3 separate regions of the Pan troglodytes genome follow, and all the other regions are linked to region 2. The links are chromatin contacts, called in public Hi-C maps. All regions are on one chromosome and are shown on one strand. Each heading gives the region's core, a stretch centred on a gene start, on an enhancer-like site or on the middle of the called end of the contact. The rest is flanking DNA. Distances are from core to core; before and after follow the strand shown. Region 1 overlaps SIPA1L2 (signal induced proliferation associated 1 like 2). Region 2 holds the start of SIPA1L2 (signal induced proliferation associated 1 like 2). Region 3 overlaps SIPA1L2 (signal induced proliferation associated 1 like 2).

Region 1 (2,937 bases), core at 197-2,696, 160 kb after region 2:
TAATTCAGCTTTCATTTTTCACCCAAGTGTGCTGTCTGATACTTATTTTCACTTCCTGGTTTTTTTCTTCTCAGTTTGCTTTTTGAGTTTTTTCCTCTCGTTAATTTTTTTTTTTACTGATATATAATAGTTGTACATATTTTGGGGTTACACTCTGTATTTTGATACCTGCATACAATATGTATTGATCACATCAGAGTAATTGGCATATCTGTTACCACAAACACTTATCTTTGTGTTGAGAACATTTCAAATTTTTTTGCAGCTGTTTTGAAATACACAATAAATTGCTGCTAATGACAGTTTCCCTACTGTACTGTTGAATAATTAGAACATACTCCTTCTATCTTACTGTATTTTTGCACTAAGTTAAAACTGGTCTTGTGAGATCCCGGTTTGTTTAAGGAACTGAGGCTAAACCTATGGCCATATATGGATATATGGTATTTCTGTAGCATCTATATGCTTTTGCCATGGAGTTGGGTGAAGACTCACATTTTCTCTTTCCTTGTCATAACAAGAGCTTATTCCTGTTTCACAGCTGGAATCGAGTGTTAGAAATTTAGTAGAAATGACTATGTAAATCTATCTAATACAATATTTATTAACTCACTGTTGCAGTTGAAGACACTAATAAGTTGGTTCTCTTGACATCACTGAAAATTGTCATTAGCTTTACATACCTAGAAAGAAGTTCGCCCCAGAAGATGTCATTCCTACAATTCCCTCAAACAAATAGTACCCTCAGGTTTTGCCAGCCTGCGTTCGTTTGTGGTTTGCCATCCCTTTCCCCCATTTACAGACTCTGATTGTATAGAATTTCATTGACCAGTTAGAAAAAAGCATAAACTAAATACTAAAGAAAACATTTGCCTTTAAGAAGTTCAAGAAATTACTTATTTCATGTTTGACAAAGTCCTAAAACAGAAAAATGAATAATATTTCTGTTAATTTTCCAGATATTTTCTTTAGTCTCTGAAGCAAATTCAAGCATCCTATTAATGGATAGTGTTCATTTTTCTTATTATATTCTCCTTCAAAGAGCTTTAGATTTTACCCTTCCTAATGAATCTTCTTGTTCCCGCCTCCAATCGTTTATTTTTTTCTACAAAGTGCATTATGTGGCCATGGTTAAATTAACTAGACTTTTGAAAACATTTTTTGGCCCATTTTACAAAGCAAAAGAATGTGTCTAGAAAGGGACAACAGTGGTTTGGCATGTTGTCAAGGTAACCAGACTTTAACTTGTGCTTTAACTTGTGCTTTAAATAGTCCTGTGGTGAAGTATAGAATCAGACCCAACATGTTCCTTCAGGAGGAAAAGAAATTGGACAGGAATAACTGTGCAATTTGCTGTTGCAGTCTCAACAGCCATGAAGCACTGACTAACAAGGCCCTCCCTGCACCCTGTGTTTAATGGAGAGGGCTGGCCAACGTGAAGCCACACCGGCAATCACTCAGGAAGTAGGAGGCGCTGAACTCACTGCCTGGCCTTGGCCAAAGTGAGCTCCATCTTTTGACAGTCTGAGAATTCCTGTGTTTCAAGGGCACTGAATAAAGTAGAGTATGAACTGCTGTGTTTTGTAGTCTACAGATACATTGAACACAATGATGGGCATATTTTTAAAAACTATTCCTGATTTTTCCTTGTCTCATTACAATGCCTATGAATCATGTATTTCAATTTTTGGAGAAAAGAGTAAAGAATGTCCTTGCCAAAGATAGTTTTCACTGATTATTTACATGCATTTGAAATGGCACATTTTAAATATCTAGCAAACTTTTTTAAAACTACATATTTAAATGAGGTGGCTCATTGGGTCTGTATTATGATGTACTAATGTATGTTTCCAGACTTCACTCAGACAGTAAGATGATTTTTGTGTGTTTATAACTTTGACCATGGGGATTTAAGTAGGAATTTCTCAGCATATGAATCAGCAGTTTAACTGGCCTGTAGAAAACTCTGAAAGAATGAACATTTCATTCCCACTTTTCCAGGCCTTTTATCATGCTAAATCACAAGTCAGGGACCTGACAATGAAATCCTTTTTGTATCTGAGTTTAAAAGGCTTTAAAAGTTGAACTTAATGGTCTTTATTTGGAATATGCACTGTAGGTGCCAAATAAATTTAAGGGTAAGGTCGTGGTCTTTCATATTGCTAGTAAAAAGAGATTTACTATCTGAGATTGTCACATTCCAGCAATGACATCACCAAGTTGTGTAAGGATTGTTGTATGTATTAAAACTGAAGATCACAAACTTTTGAGAGCACAAATCTATGCCTTCACTTGCATAAGCTTACCGAGTGCCTTTATGTGGATTTATTGGCATGTGTTCATAGGAAAGAAGTGGTCACAATTTTAATGCATAATGTGATGTGTCAGTAAGTGTATATTTGGATTATTTATTTGTTAAACAAATGTGTATTGGGTACCTCCTTTGCCTGCACACCATTAGAAACTAGGAAACTGAAAGTCACTATGACACTTCTGTGCCCTCATGAAGGTTATGACCTGATGCAGAAGAAGTAAACCAACCATTAGGAGACAGTACAACAACCAGTGTAATAGAAATAGGCCCGGGAAATAGGAAGTTTCTTTCAGATGAGGTGGGGTCTACAGAGACAACTGCATTGTCTGGGAGAAACCTGGAGGGAAGGGGGCATTCTTGGCAGAAGGAACATCAAAAGTAAAGGCGTTGGTCAAGTGTTACTGCTCTGAGCGTCATTCCCCCTGCCAGATTTGTGATTTATAAAATTACGAATGATTGGGCTTCTGGTTATTAATCCAGTTGAATTCTGTGTTTCTGAATTGCATTTTAAACGGCCAGGGTTCAGTTAATTGGTTTGTATTATTGCTCACCAGAATGACAGTGTTCTGTATTTTTGTTGCAGAAATGCACGTTACTTTACTGTGGGAGCACAGGATACAAGC
Region 2 (2,914 bases), core at 290-2,789:
CATGGTCTGGAACATCAGAGGATCTCCATAAATCTGTTTTTGTTTTTGTTTTGTTTTGTTTTTTGAGACGGAGTCTCACTCTGTCACCCAGGCTGGCGTGCAGTGGCATGATCCCGGCTCACTGCGAGCTCCACATCCCGGGTTCACACCATCCTCTTGCCTCAGCCACCCGAGTAGCTGGGACTACAGGCGCCTGCCACCACAGGCGCCTGCCACCACGCCCGGCTATTTTTTGTATTTTTAGTAGAGACTGGGTTTCACCGTGTTAGCCAGGAAGATCCTGATCTCCTGACCTTGTGATCCTCCCGCCTCAGCCTCCCAAAGTGCTGGGATTACAGGCTTGAGCCACCGCGCCCGGCTTCATAAATGTTTGTTAAATGAATACATGACAATCTTGTAAATGCTGATAATGGGGTGACAATTGGGAAACTCATCAAAACCTGGAGTGCTCAGGAATTGTATTATGTCACAGGATTGCTTCTTGACCTGTTTAGTTATACCTAATCCCACAGATTATACCTATAATTTAAAAAGATACGAAAGATTGTATAATGTGTACATGCTTCAGATCACAGAGAAATATAGTGTGGGAAGGACCGCCTCTATTTACCTTTTAACAGGGCTGTGTTCTAGGAAGTGTTTGTGATAGGGAAGTAGAGAGAACACTTTTTCTTCAGGAAGAAGTCTGACTCTAGAAGGGGAGAAACTGAAAGCCCCAATCCAGTCTCAGGGAACCCAGCTCAAAACTCTGACAAAAAAGCCTGCTCAGGAAATTCTACGGTGTGGCTGGAAGGTAAGTTAGAGGCTGCCTCCACCTGCTTTATTATTCCTGCGTATAGATGACTGTTGCTGTCCATTTAGGCAGAGTCAATTCCAGTCTAGCTTAAAAGATTCTTCTGAGACCCTTTAATCTTTCAGCATCTAATTCAAATGTCAAGCAATTTACAATAATAGTTTCAAATAATGCTTCCTCACAGGTGAGTCAACATTTCTAAGAAAGCAGAAAAGTTGGGTATAAAAAGTTCAATTCTTCCTCGTCAGAAAAAAGATGCAAGACATTTCTACCGTGGGCTGAGCGCTGCCTGGAGGGCAGGGAGGAAGGGGTGAGCGGACCGCGCTGGGATGTGGGTGCCTGGAACTGCCAATCTCTCCGTTTTCCCCCTGGCTCCTAAAGGTCTCTTAGCAGCATTTCCTGCACGCTGGCACCCCCTGTCCTCCTAACGTTTTACTGCCTGCGTGTTTCTCTGTGCTTCCCCACCCTCCGACCCACAGGGCCCGGGGCGCCCTCCGGGGGCCGGCACACAGCAGGGTCTCGCTTCCTCGCGCTGTCTTCTTCAGATGGGATCACTTCGACTTGCGGCCGTTTGGGCGTTCGCGGGGCCTCGGCGATTCTGTGGCGTCCTGGGCTGTGTATGTAGCCCCAACGGCCGAGGCTCACGGATCCGACCGCCCGGCCGCCGCGTCTGTCCCAAGTTGGGAGACGGGAGGGCCGGGTGGGGTCGCGCCTGCGCCAGGGGGCGGCTCAGAACCAGACTCGCGGTTTTTAACTTATTCCTCAGAGGGGCGAAAGCGAGTCCCGACAAGGACGGCGACGGCTCTCTAGAAGCCGGGGTCCAGGTAGGCTGCCCGGCCCTCGAGCTCGCCCAGCGCGGCTCATGATGCGCCCCGCAGCCCCCTCCCCAAGAAGGGCGTCCGGGCCCCTCCTGGACGCGCAGCTCCCGCGCGCCGCGGGGCCTGGGAACAGCGCACCGGCTGCGCCCGGAGCCGGGCGGACGGTGAGACTGACGGCGTCCGCGCCCAATCGTGGGGCGGGGCCGAGGGGGCCTGCAGGCAGCTACCAATGGGAGCCCGCAGAGCGGGCGGGGGGCGGTGCCGCTGGGCGGGCGGGCGGTGGCATCGGGAGCCGGCGCGGCAGACTGGGAGCCCGGGAGGAGCTGGCGGAGCGAGAGGAGGAGGAGGACGGAGGAGGAGCACCGCGCCCCCGCCGGCCGCCCGAGCGCAGGCCGAGAGCTCCAGCCGCAGCCGGCGGGTCCGGGCCGCCTCCGCCGGAGCCCGGCGCGGGGAGAGTCCGGGCCGATGGGCAGCCCGGGGCAACGGCGGGCGGCGAGGCGGCAGCCCGGGTACGCGCCGCCCGGGGCGCACAGGCTGTAGCAGGTCCCGGCGGACGGCGTTGCGAAGGTTCGTGTCGGGGAATCCGACGGGCAGCGTGGCGAGGGTCGGTTCGGGATGCCTGCGGCCAGGCGGGGACTGTCCCGAAGGGGAAGGGGATGCCCTTCGGGGCGCTTTGGGGGGCTGACGGCGGCGAGGGGTGCGAGGGGCGCGGCGCAGGGTCCGGCTTGTAGACGCAGATGCGCCCGCGCTCCCGATCCCCGGCTGGAAGAGGAGCCGCCGCCGCCTGTTCTCTCCAAGTTATCGATCGGCTGAAAGGTTATTCCCGTCTCGGCGACACAGGCACTGAGGAGGATCTCCTCCAGGTGCCCAGAACTCCGCTCTGACTAACGCTCTCTGGAAGGGCTCGCGGTTGCCCGACGCAGCTTCCCCGGCGCGCTTGGCCGGCTGACGCCGAACTTGCTGCGGGGCTCATTCCCCTTCTAGAGGGGGTGCGCCCGGAGCGCGCGCCCTCACCGGGACGGATCCCTCTTTGTAAGACCGTGAGCCTCCGGCGAGCGCTCTTCTCACTCGCCGCGACCTTTCTTCCCACTTTGCCAGCTCCTGGGCCTCTCCGGGTCTTCCCGTGTCAGTGAGGGTAGTTTGCCCACGTCCTGGGAATATCCCTAGGAACACCTACAGATTAATTTTCAGCCGTGCAGCAAACCCAAAGAATCAATTTCGGCTCATCATCTGCAAGAGAGAGCCGAGGCTTCTCGGAAAGAGAGAACAACTTGGCATTACCCCTGTGGGAGATATTTGTCAT
Region 3 (2,965 bases), core at 383-2,882, 190 kb after region 2:
TCTTATGATTCCAAAGCCCTTTGCTGATGCTTCAGATCTTGTTGCTTTTCCCAGACTGTGAAGAGAGGCCGTGTCTGTATGAGTACATTGTTGAGACAGGGACATTTCTTCTATTCTATTTGCTTTTTGTCTTCCAGAGACTCCCCACCCCAGCCAAAAGCATTGACTCTTTTTCAGACCTATTTACTCTCAATAGACTCCCATTTCTTAAAGGCTTGGGACGCACTTTAACTGGGGCTGTCTCAGAGAGATACTTCGCGTTTACCGTGTACTTTGCAGCAGCCGAGTGCTTCTGCATATATTATCTCATTTGCTTCACACAGGAATCATGTAAGCTCGGTATTACAAGCACAGAGAGGGTTAAGTGATTAACCAGAAAGTCCTACCTTTGTGACTGGAACCTAAGTCTTCTGCCCTGAACTCGAGGCTGGCACTATAATTTGTCATGAAGCATTTTCTTAATAAGTGGCCCTTCTCTTCCTTGTATTAATTTCCCATGTTTCTTCCCAGTTTATATCACCTTTGTTTATTATTTTCTTTGCTAGTGACACTGTGGCCATAGTTTTGTGCTTAATGCACAAATAATTAAAGACTTAAAGATACCCATTTAACTTAGATAAATTATGGGAAGAAGTATGAATTAGAGACTTCTGCACAAAACCAGGTTGTTTTTGAAAAAGGAAAATCCTGTCATTACCCACATTGAAGAGTGAGTAGAAAGGGCTTGGGTGCGATCCCATGGCTTGTAGCTCCCTGAGTCAGGGTGAGAAGCACCTGAGTTCAAGATTCACTTGAAAACCCTCTGTTCCTCTTTCTTCTCAAGATTGGGGATAAAAGTTGCTCCAGTCACTCCAGCAGCAACACGCTCTCCAGCAACACCTCCAGCAACAGTGACGACAAGCACTTTGGGTCTGGCGACCTGATGGACCCCGAATTACTGGGGCTGACCTACATCAAAGGGGCCTCCACCGACAGTGGCATCGACACGGCCCCGTGCATGCCTGCCACCATCCTCGGCCCTGTGCACCTGGCAGGCAGCAGGTCCCTGATCCACAGCCGGGCCGAGCAGTGGGCTGATGCTGCCGACGTCTCTGGGCCTGACGACGAGCCAGCCAAGTTATATTCTGTGCATGGCTACGCGTCCGCCATCTCCGCCGGCAGTGCTGCGGAAGGCAGCATGGGCGATCTCAGTGAGATATCCTCTCATTCCAGGTAAGCCCCACAGCACTGCAGAGTAGTACCTGCTGGTGCCACCTGGGCCCTGCCTGCTGCGATAGGGCAGAAGCCTGAACTGTAAGCAGTAGGGGCATCAGGTAGGTTGGTGTAATTTTTCCTAGCTGTCTGACATCAGAGGAAGGGCTTGTTTCTACAATATGAAAATGTCAAAGCTTGCATGTTAACAAGTCCCTTGTTGGTGTTTTTTTTTTCCTATTAAGTTTGAGTGAAAAGTCAATAGAGATATTAATCGCTCTAGTCAGGCCACTTATGTCTCTCTCCTAATTCAACCTGTTGTCCCTACGTGTTTTGGAGAAGGGGTGGCACTCACTAATCTTCAGACCGTAGTAGTAGGAAGCCATGAAGGCAGCATGTGCGTGGAGCACATGTAGCTCCCTGCCGTGAGGGCATGCACACACTTCCTCCCTGTTCCTACGGCCCTGACAGCAGGGGAGGCCTGAGATCATGTGTATAACAATGAAAGTGTGTTCAGCTCTGCAGCTGGGGTTCATTCAGTAAAGACTAGCTAAGTGTAAAGGAACTGTATTCTAAGTACTCTAAGTGTAGATGTTTAATATCTCCTCATGAGTGGTTTTAAACTCCTGTTTGACATACTTCTCTGCAGTGGTTTTAAAATACCTAATTTGCGATTTCTGCCTTCACTTTCAAAGACTAGGCAAAGGACAAAGAAATGCATTTATTCAGTTTGGCTGTGGACAGAATTTAACTATTTATAGCAACTACCACTGTCATTTTTCTGCTTGTTTCCAAGGCCTTCCCTGATTCAGCTCCAAGTTACTCTCTGACTCCTGCCCACAATGCTGGAGGGCAGAGTCAGATGAACTAAGGATGGGAATATTTCTTGCAGGTACCTAGTGCTATGAGGGAGCATTTCTCCAAATGATGGTGCTCAAGGCAGACCTGTAGCGGTCACAGTGAAAGGCTTTTTATGTTCCTCAGGCTCCCCTTCAAAGTCCCCCCTCACCCCACCACTGCCAGGGGATACTGAGTGTCATTCAGGGACCTTTACATTACAAGTTAAAGAAACTCCATGCTGTTTGGTTCATGCCACCAGGGTCATATTGGGGCTTATGTAAACAACAAGTCTAGCACTTTCAAGGTTCTGCTTGACCCAGCGTCTCAAAATGATACTGCCCAGGACCAGGTTGCCTCCATCTTCCCACTCCACATGACCATTTCCCAAAATCTCAGCATTCTTCTCTTGGCTGAAAACAGCTGTGCCACCTGCAGACCTCCCACAGTCACGCTCGTCTGTCCCCAGGTAGAAAGTGGTTTTTTTCTAATTTCTGCAGAAGAAACAGGTTTCTGCCCTCTCCAAAGCCAACCCCCGCCCCCACACCACCCCCGTATCTCCTCACATGTTCCTAGCTCTAATCATGTGGTTAGGGGGTAGCATCGTCTACGGCACTCGGGGCCCTCAGCCTGGGCTGGGGGTCAGTCCCTGTCACCAAGCCGTACAGCTGAGGAATGGCAAATACAGCCACTGCCCCAGAAGAGAAGCAGGACATTATTTGACCTGGAGAAGGGGGAGTGGATGCCAGAGAGTAGAAATCATATGTGTCCACCATGCAGAGGGAGCTTAGGATATGAAGATTATTTTCAAAATAGACATTCCTACTACTTTTTTTTACCAGTTCTATTTAATAATTTGACTTAAAATAGGTTTAGTACTAATAACTAATACAATAATTAAGGATTATCAGTGAATTTGGTTATCTGAATTATTCCT

Evidence for each region. A called contact is a pair of places that touch in the nucleus more often than the background predicts.
Region 1: a contact with region 2 is called in a Hi-C map of stem cell-derived neural progenitor cells, with 5 times the contacts expected there. The contact joins the enhancer-like site here to the promoter of SIPA1L2 in region 2. A contact is called at or near these places in 1 of 7 Hi-C or Micro-C datasets (stem cell-derived neural progenitor cells) and 1 of 1 datasets of contacts at active chromatin or transcription factors (stem cell-derived excitatory neurons).
Region 3: a Hi-C map of stem cell-derived neural progenitor cells shows a contact between it and region 2, with 7 times the contacts expected there. The contact joins the enhancer-like site here to the promoter of SIPA1L2 in region 2. A contact is called at or near these places in 1 of 7 Hi-C or Micro-C datasets (stem cell-derived neural progenitor cells) and 1 of 1 datasets of contacts at active chromatin or transcription factors (stem cell-derived excitatory neurons).

The regions. Positions count from the first base shown.
Region 1 is chr1:16,713,290-16,716,226 of NHGRI_mPanTro3-v2.0_pri, forward strand. The region is part of intron 6 of SIPA1L2 (signal induced proliferation associated 1 like 2); the gene reads left to right. Among named protein-coding and RNA genes, the nearest start is that of SIPA1L2, 160 kb to the left of the region's middle. Within about 2 kb of position 1,447, at least 4 of the 24 cell types and tissues checked have an H3K27ac peak or open chromatin away from gene starts, as enhancers often do. A contact at or near this core is called in stem cell-derived neural progenitor cells, where this site is marked.
Region 2 is chr1:16,557,446-16,560,359 of NHGRI_mPanTro3-v2.0_pri, forward strand. It overlaps SIPA1L2 (signal induced proliferation associated 1 like 2), which reads left to right and starts at 1,540. Exons shown (of 21, transcript XM_063790534.1): 1 at 1,540-1,617.
Region 3 is chr1:16,747,874-16,750,838 of NHGRI_mPanTro3-v2.0_pri, forward strand. It overlaps SIPA1L2 (signal induced proliferation associated 1 like 2), which reads left to right. Exons shown (of 21, transcript XM_063790534.1): 14 at 824-1,212. Among named protein-coding and RNA genes, the nearest start is that of SIPA1L2, 190 kb to the left of the region's middle. Within about 2 kb of position 1,633, at least 6 of the 24 cell types and tissues checked have an H3K27ac peak or open chromatin away from gene starts, as enhancers often do. A contact at or near this core is called in stem cell-derived neural progenitor cells, where this site is marked.